2 separate regions of the Sus scrofa genome follow, and region 2 is linked to region 1. A link is a contact called in public Hi-C data. All regions are on one chromosome and are shown on one strand. The core of a region is the stretch at or near the end of the contact, and the rest is flanking DNA. Distances in the headings are between cores, read along the strand shown.

Evidence for each region. Hi-C and Micro-C count contacts between places; a contact is called where the count stands out from the background.
Region 2: a Hi-C map of liver shows a contact between it and region 1, with 1.6 times the contacts expected there. The contact joins the promoter of PDK4 here to the promoter of PON1 in region 1. A contact is called at or near these places in 2 of 47 Hi-C or Micro-C datasets (liver and skeletal muscle) and 1 of 2 datasets of contacts at active chromatin or transcription factors (alveolar macrophages).

Annotation. Positions count from the first base shown.
Region 1 is chr9:74,970,124-74,977,912 of Sscrofa11.1, reverse strand. PON1 (paraoxonase 1) reads left to right here and starts at 3,205. Exons shown (of 9, transcript NM_001097515.2): 1 at 3,205-3,366. The coding sequence starts at 3,293.
Region 2 is chr9:75,255,937-75,263,725 of Sscrofa11.1, reverse strand. It overlaps PDK4 (pyruvate dehydrogenase kinase 4), which reads left to right and starts at 3,592. Exons shown (of 11, transcript NM_001159306.1): 1 at 3,592-3,931; 2 at 4,885-5,026; 3 at 6,182-6,253; 4 at 7,001-7,185; 5 at 7,351-7,437. The coding sequence starts at 3,817. All of the region lies in intron 3 of ASB4 (ankyrin repeat and SOCS box protein 4), which reads right to left. All of the region lies in intron 2 of LOC106504960 (a long non-coding RNA gene), which reads right to left.

The DNA.
Region 1 (7,789 bases), core at 1,956-4,455:
GGGGCTACCATTTCCTATCAGCTCTTGGGTCTTAGTGACTGGTGGTGGGCAGAGGATGAAAGGGGGACCTCCTATAGACAGTAACATTGGAAAAGCCCTCTCAGGAGAAGTGACCTTTCAGCTAAGATCTGACTGATAAAAAAGAGAAACTCAAGGAGCAGTCAGGGAGCAGGTAAAGGAATGGGAAGAGCATTCTAACCAAAGACTAGCAAAGGCAAGAATAATGTGCAATAAACTTGGCATGTTTATAGATTTATAAGAAGGCTAATGTTGCTGGACCATACATGAGTGAAAGACAAGAAATTAGGTCAGATGATAGGCACAAGGCCAGATTTTGTGAGCCTTTTAGACCTTGATGAGAAAGTAAAATGATAGTGAGGACTTCAAGTAGGAAAATGATCTGATCTGATTTGATCAGATCATTATCAGATCCTGATCTGATTTGCAATTTAAAAAAAAATTACTCTACCTTAAGTGAGGAGAATGAATCAGGGGCTTAGAGAGACAAGAGTAAAGAGGTTGTCTGAGCAAACAGTAGCCTGGTTCAGGGTGACAGCAGTGGAAATGGAGAGAAGTGGGCTAATTCAAGATTTATTTGGAAGTTGTGGGTTTTAAAGACCAAAGGTGGAGCTTAATTCTGCCTAGTTGTTGGCTTCTAGCAAAAAGTCTAGGGCAGACATGAAGGGATGTCACTTCTGTAGGTGGGTTATTAACAGACTGTGGCTTCTATCTGAGAGGCATACTCTTGCTCTTACCTTACGCTGCTGCTCTGTGGAGAGATCCATGAATCAAGGGACTGTAGCCTGACAAGAAGATGATCTCACCTCCTCCACTCCATTCCAGCAGAGCCCTCAGCTGAGACTACAGCTGTACTAGTCAGGGTTCTCCCAGAGAAACAGAACTGAGAGTATAGGACAGATAGACAGACAGACAGACAGACACAGATAGACAGGTAGACAGGTAGGTAGATAGATATATGGAAGAGATTTATTATGGGAATTGGCTCACAGGATTATGGAGGTTAATATATGCCATAATAGGCTATCTGCAAGCTGGAGAACCAGGAAAGCCAGCAGTATAATTCAGTCTAGCCTGAAGGCCTGAGAAATGAGTGGCCACTGGGTTAAGTCTCAGAGTCTGAAGGCCTGAGAACCAGGACTCTGGTTCTATATCCAAGGGCAGGAGAAGATGGATGTCCCAGCTCAAGTAAAGAGAAAGAGAGAAGTCATTCTTTCTCCACCTTGTTGTTCTATTCAAGCCCTCAACAGACTGGAAGATGCATGGCCCACAGTGATGAGACTGGATCTCCTCTACTGATTCAAACACTAATCTCTCCTGGAATCACTGTTGCAGACACACCTATGAAAGATGTTTTACCAGCTATCTGGGCATCCCTTTGCCCAGACATGTTGACACATGAAATTAACCATCACAGCAACTCTGTCAGTTCAGCTTCCAACTCATGAGAGACCTTGGGTCAGAGTAGCCAGCAATGTTATTCCCACATACCTGACCCATAGAAATTCTGACATAATGAATGTCTGTTGCTCTTAATTGGTATATTTTTATGCAATTTATTGTGCAGCAGTAGCCAATTAATACAGCAGTAGAGCCTATGACTCATATGTTTGGTTCAAGAAGGTGGGAGAGAAAGAGATGGGTGAACAAAAATGTCTAGACTTGGGGTCTGAGTGACTAGATAGCAGTGGTCCCATTTATTGAAGTGTGGAGGGCTTAGAGGATACAACATGTTGATGTGAGGGAATCAACAGTTCTGCTTTGGAGATATTTTGAAGAATATATTAGACTCTCCAGTGGGAGTGTCAACTAGGCAGCCAGTTAGCAGAAAGTGAGCACTCACCAGCCAGTCATTAAATGTCTAATAAGGGATCACTTTTTGCCAGCCTCTCTTCTACGCCCTGGGATCGCAGTGGGGAAAAGGCAAAAACCCTGACCACAAAAAGCTTACATTTCATTAGGCCACAACAGAGCATGATTGTATAAATAAATCAACAAGTTGATTTCAGAAACAATAAGTGACAGAAGAAAAAATGTGAGGATGTTTCTGGATGTGGCTTACGCCACTTTAAGTAGACATTTCCAGGATGATCTTTTAGAGCCACCATAAGAGGCCTGAGCTAGGTATGGACATTTTGGAAGCACCAGCGCACTGATGGTATGGAAACCCACTGGAATGAGAACTATCCAAGGGCTTCATCATGTTGAGATCAGTGACAGGAGAATCCTGCAAAGAAGACCAAGAAAGCTGGAGAAAGACTGGGAGAGGGTAGAATCATGAATCTAAGACAGGAAAGGATTTAAAAAGAAGGAAGTGGTGATCTGTGCCCAAAGCAGTTACAATCTGAGAATGATTTGCAAACTTGAATAGCACAACTGCATTACTCAATTAAGGCATTCACAGAGACAGCTTCAACTTCACGGGAGAGAACCTGTGTCCCACTTTTCAACAGGAACAATGTCAAAGAATTTGTAGCCATCATTTATCTGTTACAAGAGTTACTAAGATGGAAGCAACAACTGTTGACAAGTATTCCAAAGAGATTTTTTTTTAACAGAGGAGCAGAGAAAGAGAACAGTAAGTAGTTAGAATGTGAGATCAAAGAGCATTTTAACCCAGAAAACTATGAGGAGTGACACTAAAGCATGGGGGTATTTGACGGCAATACTCCAGAAAAGAGGAAGAGGTGGATGTTGTAGGAGAGAGAAATTGTAACTGGGACCAAAATCCTGAAGAAAAGAAAAAAAGGGGGCCCAGAGTAAAAAGAAGAGCTGGCCTTTAGTGAAGCAGGAAACACCTCACTCATGGTAACAGGAGAGAAGGCAGAGATGGGTATGTGGAGGCACCTCCTACTCTGCTTTGCTCAGTAGGGCTTAGAGGGCTCAAGCACAGCCCTCTCTTCCTTCTGTGCGTTTCCAGACTGAGTCACGGTGATCAAGTTACTGAACCCTTCTGAGCCACCAGGATTAGAAGCTTGTTAGCACAAAGTGAGCGCTCCTCAAAGCTCGTCTCTCCTTTCCCACAGCTATTTCCTCTAATCTGCTTGTTTTACCCCCCTTTTCACTCAGTCTAGGCAGCTCGTTCTCAGTCTCCTCTCTTTAAAGTGTCTCAGCGCTGACCTCAAGCCTGAGGTGCAGGGGGCGGGGTGAGCAGCCCGACGGGGAGGGGTGGGACCAACCTTGGGCAGCCTGAGGCTGCAGGCAGGAAAAGTCTCTGGTACATCTCCTATCTTGGGTGCATCTGTCTGTCCATTCTTCCAAGGTCTGTCGGACCATGGCGAAGCTGATGGTGCTCACCCTCTTGGGGCTGGGGCTAGCACTCTTCAGGGATCATCGGTCTTCTTATCTGTAAGTTGGGTTGTGCCGAGGGCTGCTGCATGGTCCTATCTGTCCCACCCTCTAGCCTGGCCCAGGAGGCTCCCCTGATTCCCAAGCAGGTTCCAGGCTCTCAGAAAATCTTCAGGCGAGTGCTGGCCTTATCTGCCACAGCAATTTCATAAATAGCCCACTTTCCCCAGCCACCTGGAAGCATACCCTTGCTCTCCGCCTGGGAGAGAGGTTAAAAAGACTCATGGGTGTGAGCGGCCAAGCTGTTGGCACACACAATTTTTCATGAATATAGGTGTATCTTGGCTAGATTCACTTCTCAACTTTTGCTTCAAAACAGATAACCAGAGTGGCAGGGGGCGGGAGGCATGATATTGTGTGAGTTAGAGAAGGAGTTCCTGCCTTGGCTGCCTGGACATTCTCAATTTTGAGGCCGCACTGTTAAGAGAGACAGAAAACTCGTGTGGGGAGAAGCAGGTAGGAAAGAATGGGCCACCTGCTCCAGTGGGGGCTGGGTGGGGCCAAGGGGAGAGAACACCAGCATTGGCATTTGACCTCCTGGGCTCTTGCTACATCCCTCCCACTGTGGGATCTTAAACAAATGACTTTATATTTCTAAATTATTAGCTGCTTCAATAAACCTTGTATCAGAAGCATCTAACACTGTGCCTGGATATAGTGACTATTCAATAAATGTTAGTGCCCTGCTTTCCTTAAAGTATTTTATAAACCTTCAAGTACTCACAAGGGGAAAAAAATGTTTTTAAGACTATATCAGGAGTTTCACAGTAACTTTTTTAAGGGTTCAAAGTCTAGAGATCATCTTAATCCCTAAGGCTTAATCAGTAATACCCTGTTGTTATTTACTTTGAAGTAAAACATTACTAAAAATCAAACTGAACATTTGGGTTTTTAGAAAAAAATCATATGACCCTATGGACTGCTAAGAAACTTAAATTCAGAGTAAGTTTTATAACTATTGGGGTTTTTTCTTCTAATGGTTGGTTATTTTTGGAATCACAAACTGTTAGAAAAACGTAAGAAAGAGTGATTTGGGGTTTTTAATCATGTAAAATTACCATATGTGGATTTTCATTGATCATAGTACTATTCGTTGCCAAATGAGAATATATCATGTATTATGTACATACATAAAATAGTAATGTATATAAATATATCATATTTTATATATATATATTTGTGTTCATTGTGGTATTACCTATAATGAAAATAAATGAGATATAAATGTCTGACACCCCTTCTAGGCTTTCTCTTTTTGATTCTCCCTAGGTTTGTTCTGCCCATATTTTTCAATCCTCCCCCCCCGACCACAGATGTCCTCTAAAGGGTTACAGATCTGCTAGGAAGGAGTGAGAATCTATCTTTCTGGTTTATCTTCCTTAATTTACTCTAAGGATGGCGTCTGTAAGCATTTTGTGTATGCTTTTGTGTAAAAGTATAGCTTTACCGTGACCACCCTAAAACGTTTCTCTCTCAACATCAGGTCTTAGAGCTTATCTGATCCAATATTAATATCTCCCCACATTTGTTCCTTGGAACACATCACAAGACTCGCTCCATAAAAAAGAGGCTCCTTGAACAAATACATTTGGGAGATATCTATTATCACCTTTTTTTAGAGAGCAGCAATGCATTCTGGCATACCGAAAGCTTTGAAAACTCCTTCATAACAAAACAAACAAAAAAAGATTTTACTTTGTCATTTCACAGACTTATTTATCTACCTTCTTTACTCTTGTTTTTAGATACCATCTATAAAGTCCTGTATAACTCTCCAGGATACAGTTTGAGACAATTTATTCCATACCATTGACTTGCACTAAAACATGATTTTCAACTGAAAAAGTTGAGGCCTGGACTTGGCGGCAGGGGGAACTTGGCCTTGGTTTCTGGGCCCCAACCCTGATTCTGATTTGTCTCAAGGGACCAATGCACACTATGGTCATAGTTTAACATAATGTCAGTCTCTGTGAGTCCCCCTGTTAGGTTTGCCCATGTTTTCCTTTTGTGGATGAGATGCCTGTAGGAGCCTCTCTGCCATGGGGATGCTGCAGTGGGAAGACCCAGTCTGGTGTGTAAGTAAGAACTTAACTGTTTTACTTTCAGCACTTGGATCCGGCAAATGGGGAGGGAGCTTCTCAGGCCTTGAACTTCTGGTTATAATCTGATGACTGAGAAGGAAAAAGGAAAGTGGGAGTTTGGGGGACCTCTGGTTTTTGAATTAAAAAGAGGGCTAAAACAGCTGTGACAGGAGGAGCAGTGCAGGGCTAGAAGGATGGGTGGTTATGGAGATGGCGGATGGGCTGCCTATAAGCAGACCAGATAGAGGGAGCAAAGGAAATCACACCCACTGTTTGAAGGGCTCTAAAACCTTGCTACTCAAAAGAACTGTGGACCAGATGCCTGAGCATCACCTGGAGGTCCTAGGATTCGCACGATCTCTGGCCCCACCCCACACTATTGAATCAGAATCAGCATTATTTCACAAGCTCTTCAGCGGATTTGTATGCACAATTCTAAAAGGAAGAGGGCAGGACACAACCTTTAAAAGAGCGACAAAGCCTTGAGGATGTAACAAAAACTGGTTAGAACTCATTAGGCTCAAGAAGGTGGAAGATTCGATTTCCAGTAGACCTTGAGCCTCATCTCATTGTACTACATCAGCATGCTAAACCACAGCCCTCAGGCACCATGACAGTTCTCAGGCTGACCATAAAAGGCCAAAAAGTGAGCAGTGACCCAATTCCTGGATATCCCCTCCTCTTTTTTTTTTTCTTTTCTTTCTTTTTTTTTTTTTTTTGTCTTTTTACAGCCACACACCCGTGGCATACAGAAATTCCCAGGCTAGGGGTGGAATCTCAGCTGTAGTCGCTGATCTACACTACCGCCACAGCAACGTGGGGTCTGAGCCACTTCCTCACATCACAGCTCACAGCAATGCAGGATCCTTAACCCACTGAGCAAGGCCAGGGATAGAACCTGCATCCTCATGGATACTAGTCAGATTCCTTTCAGCTGGGCCAGGAAGGGAACTCCTCCCCTTCTTGAAATAGTTGGAATAATACTGGCACTATGAAATACACAACCTGTAGAAACTAACCAACCCCTGCAACATCCAGAGGACTCTAGCCTTCTGAGACGGAGGAGGACACGTTCTATTGAATGTGCATCTCTATTTTCACTTTACTATGCTTTGCTCTTGAAGCCTTTTCTTCCAGAAGCTAAGGCTCCTCACTTGGCAGCCATCCCAGGAACTTGGCCAAGACCTGGGACATGACCACCATCTCTGCCCCATTTTCCTGCAACGGCTTTACAAAGGATATTAATAAATCTACTACTTACACCTCTTGCTGAATTCCTGTGACCAGAGACGTAAAGAACCTGAGCTTCAGTAAATCTTGAGACCAGTTGTTTCAGTCAGAAGACTGTGGGTTCAAGTTCTTTCTGAGGCACCACTCTGTTCCTCTCCCACCGGAGGCATGACTGGGGCTGAGTTCCATCTGAGGTGCGCCATTTCAAAAGGACATTCAAATCCTGCATCGCCCATCTTGGAACTTACTTTTATCCCCGTTTTAGGAATAAGGCCCCTAAAGGTCAGAGAAAGGCATGAATCTGCCCAAGGAGAGAACGGAAGAGATTACATGCTGAGACTTGCCGCAGGGTGGAAGTGAATCCCCAGAGAGGATACAGACTTTTTTCTTCAGAGAAGCAGCAACGCAAACGTGGGCAGGTTCACAAGAAGAGAGTCCTAGGGCTGGAGGGAACTTCTGGAAGGGTACTGCATGTGTTTCGGGGGGCTACCCTGATGCTTCTGAGCTGACAGCAGCATAGAGGAAGGAAATAAAAGCGCTCCCCAGGGTCGATAATCTTCCCGGCCTATGTTTGTAGCCTGCGTCCGGTGGCTTGGCAAGGTGCGTACTCCGCAAGTCCGGAAATGCCCTGAACTACGACACAAACAGCGCCCCCTGGAGTGTGGAATTTGCAGCCCTGCGTCTCTGGGGCAACTTCCTTGTTCCTAAATTGCCCATTGCAACCTGTGAGACCACTGCATTCCTTTTCTCTAGAAGCAAACCGCAAAGCTAGCCTTATTTCTGCTACCCCCAGGCTCACTCCAGGCAACACACTCTAGTGGGAAGGGATCAATGGGGGAGTCCAACAGACTTGAGGTGCATCTAGTTTCTGCAACTTTCTTTTTTTCACCCTTTATTAATATAAATGTATTTCCAATTGCTGTTTCCATGAATTTCTGTATTAATAATATTTTTTTCATTTTAGTGCTAAATCATAACATAAACTCTTATAAGATTTTTATGCATCCATTAAACTCAACTCATGAAGTATGAACAACGTGCACTTCGAACTGAATGCAACTTGCCTAATACAGAATCTAAGTTTTTTAAGGAAACATAATTGTCGGACAGTA
Region 2 (7,789 bases), core at 2,343-4,842, 290 kb before region 1:
GTTGTCAATTTGCTTTTGTAATGCCTGTTTCTCCCACAAGTTTATAATTTCCAGGAAGGAACATATCATGACTATGTTGTTCCTTGTTGAAACAGTCATTTCTAAAGTAATCATTTGTCTCTTATATATTTAAAAAACATCTCCAAGTCTGCTGTTCATTTTTTAACATTAAATATTCTGTAGCCAAATCTGTTCATCTCTCCATCTCGACTTTTGAAGTCTTATTTAATTGCTTCCTTAGAATATGCTTCTAAAAGTGGAAAAGATGAATGGGCTTCTCTCTAGAGTCTTGATGCATTTTGTTAAATTGGACATGCCCAGCCCTTTAGCAAAAGTGGGATTCGCAATCCTGAAGCTCTACCAGGCCCTATATTATTAGATTTTCCCAGGCTGGATAGAACTCATCTGATGCTAGGCAAGTATGCTCCCAAAAATCTCAGGGATCAGATGCCTCAAGCAGGGAGCCTGGGTTCAGCACAGGGTACAAGCTTTGATATTCTTCTCTGCCCATTAACACCAAATCAGTTGATAGTACTCTCATGGTTTATTTTTACTCAGATGAATGTGTAGATTTGTCCATACCCATGTTCCCCAAACAATTCCCTTGGCTTTACTTTTATAGCAAAATCACCTCCAACTACTGAGGTCAGTCTGAGAAGTGCAACTCTTCTTTCCAAGTCACATTCTAATCATGGAAGCACACAACATCTTAGCCAACTGGGTACAAAACCTGATCTGGCTATTTCAGCTCAGTTACCATAAATGTTGCCAGTCATAACAACAGTTCTCGTCATAGAGAAATGACAGAGAAGAATGTAATGCACTGTGTGAGTAACCTGGTAAATATTATTGGATGGGATGACACACAAAAGTTTGGTGACCTCAGTTTACATTTAGTCCTTAGCCATCTTTGTGAACATCATATGACTTCACCTGATTGTCACCCCACCACACATATGGGAGTAGTGTGGGTAAGCAGGCTAAGCACTCAATGGGGCTTTCCTAAATTAAATCTACTTATAATGCATCATTTCCACTGCCTTTCCTCTGCAGACTGAGTAGAATTCTTTATAATATGTATTTTTGCCTATTCCAGATCCCACACACAGTGTAAGAAAAGCCCATGTATACTTTTCCTTTACTTCTATTCTAGAGAGGTAATACAGAAAAAGGAAGGAATTTTTACCTAAAATTTACTTGCTTCATCAAAGAGACTTTTATTTAGTCTTTTGACTTCCTGAACACATTTTTGTTGTTGTGGCATGAAGCTATGCAAGTATGTTTTTTTAAAAAAAAGGCTTCAGAATACACAAAGACAAATCATAGGGGTATCAAAACCTATCTCCAAAAAAAAAAAAAAAAAAAAAAAAAAGGAACTCTCCTACACCATTGGTGGGAATGGGAATGTAAATTGGTATAACCATTATAGAAAACAATATGGAGGTTTTTTAAAAAACTAAAAATAGAACCACCATATGATCCTGCAATCCTGCTCCAGGGCATATATCCAGAGAAAACCAAAATTTGAAAAGACACATTCACCTCAATGTTCACTGCAGTACTACATGCAATAGGTGAGATATGGAAGTAACCTAAATGTTCATCGAAAGAGGAATAGATAAAGAGAATGTGCTATCTATATCTCAGCTATAAAAAAGAATGGCGTTCCTGCCATGACACAGTGGATTAAGAATCTGACTCCAGCAGCCTGGGTTACTGCAGAGGTTCGGGTTTGATCCCCATCCCGGCAAAGTGGATTAAAAGACCAGGTGATGGAGTTCCCATTGTGGCACAGTGGTTAACAAATCCAACTAGGAACCATGAGGTTGCAGGTTTGATCCCTGGCCTTGCTCAGTGGGTTAACGATCCGATCCGGCATTGTGGTGTAGGTCGCAGACACGGTTCAGATGCCGTGTTGCTGTGGCTCTGGCATAAGCCGGCAGCTACAGCTCCGATTTGACCCCTAGCTTGGGAACCTCCATATGCCACGAGAGCAGCCCAAGAAAATGGCAAAAAGACAAAAAAAAGACAAAAAAAAAAAAAAAAAAAAAAGATCAGGTGTTCCAATTGTGGTATAAGCGACAACTGTGGTTCGTATTCAGTCCCTTGCCTGGGAACCTCCATATGCTGCAGGTGTGACCATTAAAAAAAAAAAAAAAAAGAATGAAATAATAACACTTGCAGCAACATAGATGGACCTAGAGACTATCATATTAAGTGAAGTAAACCAAAGACAAATATCTTATATAACTTATATGTGGAGTCTAAAATATATATAAATGAATTTATTGACAAAACATGATAGATCCACAGATATAGAAAACAAACTTATGGTTATAAAAGGGGAAACGGGGGAAGAGGGATAAATTAGGTGGTTGGGATTAACATACACACTATTATGCGTAAAATACATAACCAACAAGGATCTACTATATAGCACAGGGAACTATAATCAGTATTTTGCAATAACCTAGAAGGGAAAAGAATCTGAAACAGCACACACACATCCCTGAATCACTGTGCTGACACCTGAAACTAACACAACATTGTAAAATCAACTATACATCAATTGGAAAGGCAATGTGGAATTTTCCCCAAATTTTTGCAACTGTTTAAGCCTGGGTAGCAACAAAGAGAGTAAGCAATCCGAAAGATATACCAGACATGGTTCCAAACCTGATCTCTTTCAGGGAGAGGGACAAAATAAGAACATAAATAGCTACAACTAATGTCATAAGTGACAAAAGCCATATTCGGAAGAAGGAGCGGGGAGAGGCAATTAGGAAGATATCTTGCAGCATAGAGTTTGTGCTGGACATTTACGGGTGGGAAAGAATGTCTTCGGCAAAGGTTTGGATTAAGTACATTTCACACAGGAAGAAAGAGGGAGCAAATTCTCTGATGGGAGGGGAAAAAAGTGAGTCAAACTGACGAATTAATCCCTTTTTAATTTTGTTTTTAATTAACTGTTAAACCTAATGGAGAGAATGTATTACTGGGAATAAACAAATTAATGTTTTGTCACCACAAGAAAGTAAACGTACTTTGGGCTGCGCCTCAAGTCTGCAAAAGGAACTTCCAGTTCCTTACAACGTGTACTATCCAGGAATGGAATATTTTCGCTGTCCAACAGCAGAGAATCCCATACTTTTAGACACAGCTGATTAGCTACTGTAAAAGCCGCGCTCTTAGCAACGACCAATGAGATTCTGGAGCCCAGATTCTTGGAAATAGTTTCTGGCCAAGAATGCGTGACACTGTCACAGCTTCTCACTGGTAAACAAGGACAAGCTTGGGCCGCCCCGCCCCCACTGCCCCGCCCACGCTATCCGGAGTCCTCCTCCAAACTGCGGATCTTAATTCTATTCACCTCCTGAGGTCGACTTCCTCCCACCCCTTTATCCCTTACAGCCTCCAGCACAAAGCCTCCGCGTCCGTGGGGCGGGGCCCAAAGTTCTTTATCGGAGCTGAGTGGCCTGGACCTAAGTTCAGGAAGCTTCTCCTAGTCCCAGTGACTCCTCCCCTTTGGAGTTGGGGGGGGGGGCGGCGTGCAGGGGAACAAATAAAACCTTGGGAGGCGCGGGTGGTGACAGGACACCAATCTGAGTCTCAGGCTACCTACTGCTCCTACGACTCAGTGCCTCATTCCTCCACCAAGAAGCACCCCGGAACCTCAGCCTAGGTCTGGGAGCACCACCCCACCTGTTCTCTCCGCAGGGACGTGCCCCTCCCGCGCCCTACAAGGTCCTAGGTCCTGCTTCTGGCAGCCTTCACCCCTCCAACCAGCCTCAGCTCCAGTCTGGAACAGGCATCAGGATGAAAGCGGCTCGCTTTGTGATGCGCAGCGCTGGCTCCCTGGTTCCCCGAGAGGTCGAGCATTTCTCGCGCTACAGCCCATCCCCGCTGTCCATAAAGCAGCTGCTGGACTTCGGTGAGTGGGGACATAAGGCCCAGCTTGGGGTGCAGGGACTTGGAAGCTGCCTTAAACTTTCAGACCTTGTGTAGGGAGGGCTGGGTCCATTACATAAAACACCTGGGGTATACTTTCCTATTAAACCCTGGAACCTCAACACTAGTACACTTTGCCTTTTGTTAGATTTGCTTTCTTTCTGACAGTGCCTGCAGGCCAAGGCCACTTGCAGCCTGACATGCTGGATGGTTTGAGCTCATCTTTTTCTCTTACTGTACAAAATTTTCAGTCAAAATACTTTTTGCTTTCAGTCACCATTTAACAACTTTATACCCTTCTTCAGGGCATACTACATCTTGAAGAAGATTCCTAATATTATAAACTAGCCTCAGATTAATTGAGATTTTTAGCCTTGAGCCACCCTTCATCCCTCCACAGGGTTCATCTCGCTGCATTCCTAACAAATTTGTCTCTTTACCATCCATATATTTGCATTACTGCTGCAAATATTTACAAACTTTCTGCAGAAATCTCATAAAGAAAATTTCAAGGATTTAAATGTGGTATTATTTATCGCCAGTCTGGAAACATCAGGATTCCCACCCCTCCCCTTATCCCCTCACTCCAGTTTCATCTAAGACTATATAAATGATGTCTCCTTGACATCATCATTTGATTGAATCCTGCACTCTTTTATGAATACTAAGATTCATATTGGGGGGTATTATGAAAAGAGAATCTTTGTCAAAAAGAAAAAATAATATTTGTCATATTTGGTCACTTTTTAAGAAAGAAAAAGACAAAAGATAATAAAGAAGATGCTTACTCTTGAATTACCTATAAGTAGTAACCCAACTGAGAGTGAAATATAATTTTGTAATATATTTATGTGTGTGCTCAATATTGGATAGTTAATACTACTCAAATATATAATTTATACATTTTCCCAAAAACTAAATAATATTTTATTACAGGTTCAGAAAATGCATGTGAAAGAACCTCTTTTGCATTTTTGCGACAAGAGTTGCCTGTGAGGCTAGCCAATATCCTGAAGGAAATTTATATCCTCCCTGATCGATTAGTAAATACCTCTTCAGTGCAATTAGTTAAGAGCTGGTAAGTGATGAACCATTCTGAAACAGTATCTAGTTTTAAGACAGGGATCTGAGTGAGAATTCTTGTAATATGTTAACATCATAATTAGACAACAGGTGGCCTGAACATTAAATACTTTTGAAAGATAAAAATAATATTTTTACTAATTTAGGGTGAGTTATAAGGGCAATTATAAAGCTATAAATATTTTGCCCTGAAAAAGTAGGTACTTTCACAATACAGTTTTTACTTCTGGTTATATTAATTTGTACTTTAAATAATAAGACAGTTTGATATTACAAAGGAATCCTATCCTAGAAATAGATACAGGTGACTACTATTTAGAGAGAGCCTAATCTTTGTTACATACAAACAAATGAACAAAGCAGGCTGTGGGTTCAAATCTTGCCTCTGCCTCTTCTTCGTGGACTCCTTGGCAAGTGTCTCATACCTATGCCTCAATTTCCCCATCTGTTATTGAGGAGAAAAAAGTATATGCTTGAAAGGGATAGTTAAGTGTAATTATATGAGCTAGTCAATTGAAAAAGCACTTAGAACAGTACCTGGCACCCAGCCAGCACTCAGTGTCAGTTAGTATCTCATTTTGCAAATAAGGATACTGATTTAGAGGGAGTACATAACCCAAGAGCAGATTTTTAGAGAACAGTGCCAGGATATGCTCTAAGGCAGATAGGCACCAGAGCTTCACTCTAATCCACTGACTGCACAGCTTTTTCCATTGATTTAATAAATAAAAGTATTATACATACACTCATTAAACTATTGCATTTGGAAACATATTCAAACCATAGTATTTACTGCTAATTTCAAGACTCCTACTCACCTATGAGTAAATACAGTAGGAAAAAAACCCATGAAGTCTTTCTGTAAAAGTTGTTTAAATGCTTTTGCTGTTAAAAAAAAGACATTTGCCAAATGAAACAAAACTGAATGCTACTCTGGGATAGTAAAAGAAACATAAATTTTAAGTTAGAAAGGTGAGGATTAAAGTTGTAGCTTTCTTTTTTCTAAGACAACGGTTTTCCAAATGTCTTGGAGAAAAGTTTTAACATAATATATTCTCATTTCAAATCATTTGAAAAAAGTAATCTATTTTCAGCCACTGGTAACTGACTATTCAATTTTAAAATTTAAAGCATGTCTGTCACTTTACAGGTATATCCAGAGCCTGATGGAGTTGGTAGAATTCCATGAGAAAAGCCCAGAGGATCAGAAAGTATTAGCAGAGTAAGTTTTATGCATTAGAATAAGTGTCTGAAACTTTGAATACTTCTAGACATCAGATTTTTTTAGATCTAACTGAAAGGATAATTTATAATATCCTGAATAATATATAACTACCCCCTTACAAAGGACAAGTTTTGACTTGTTGGTTTTTTAAAAAATGATAGAGAATTATGACATTGAAAATGATGCTGAGTATGAAAAGTGTAAAGGACTTTTTTTTAAAAAAAAAAAAGGAAATCTATTTTTTATTATAAATTGAGTCATGATTAGATTTGCAGAAGAATTTACTGTTACATAATATGACTGCATGTCAGTGTCACTGGAAAGTAAACATTTTCTTTCAGAGTAACAGAGTTTCTGGCTATAATAAGAAATAAGAATCTTTTCTAAATCTGACAAGAAATTTTAAGTTTTTTCACAGTGGCATTCTAGAGCCATCTTCAATATTACTCATTTTTAATTATTATTTTTTAAATGAACAACTAAAAAGAATACACCAGTCCCAGAGCTGGCATTTTTATATGTAAGCTAAAAGCAAAATAAATCTGTTTATGAAGCTGTCTCTTCTACTGTAGTCAAAGAATCTGCAGTGTGGGAACCTTAAAAAAGTTGCATCCAACATTTTATCACTTGATTTGTTTAGATGGGTACTTAAGAAAAGCTGTAACCTTCTTTGCAGTAATCCAAGAAATATATGAATGAAACTTATTTGGACTTCTTACTAACCATAAATGTGTTTTGGCTTAGTTTTGTAGACACTCTCATCAAAGTTCGAAATAGACACCATAATGTAGTTCCTACAATGGCACAAGGAATCCTGGAGTATAAAGATGCCTGTACAGTTGACCCTGTCACCAACCAAAATCTTCAGTATTTCTTGGATCGATTTTACATGAACCGTATTTCTACCCGGATGCTGATGAACCAACACAGTAAGTTACTTCATCATGGCCATGATAAATAGATGGGCGTGGAATATAAGCTATCCTTTAACTAGGTATTTTGCTCCTTGGTGGGTCACACTTTCTCAGTGGTATTTCTAAGCATTATTATCCTGATTTTTATAATAATATCCTTTCGTTTTTATTTTTCAACAGTCCTGATATTTAGTGACTTACAGACAGCAAATCCAAGCCACATTGGCAGCATTGACCCAAACTGTGATGTGGCAGCAGTGGTCCAAGGTAATTTCTAAGTTTCTGCATTTCCCCTGTTGAAAATGTACACTATCTGATTGATATATCTATGGTTGAGATGACTCTGTTAGTGCATTTATATTCAAAGTGTTCCATTTATGTTTTTATAAATACTGTCATGAAGTTCCTTTGCTTTGGAAAATCAGATGTTTAAATATTCATTTATAATATTATAAAAAATCCAAACATCAATGGCTAATGGTCCATATTTTCATACAGTTTGATTTCTGAAGTGCATGTCTTCCTACAGCTATAGCTTAAACATTGTTTTCATTTTTTCTTCAATAAAATATTAATAAAGGTTATTTTTTCATATACATAAACCTATACCCCAATGAAT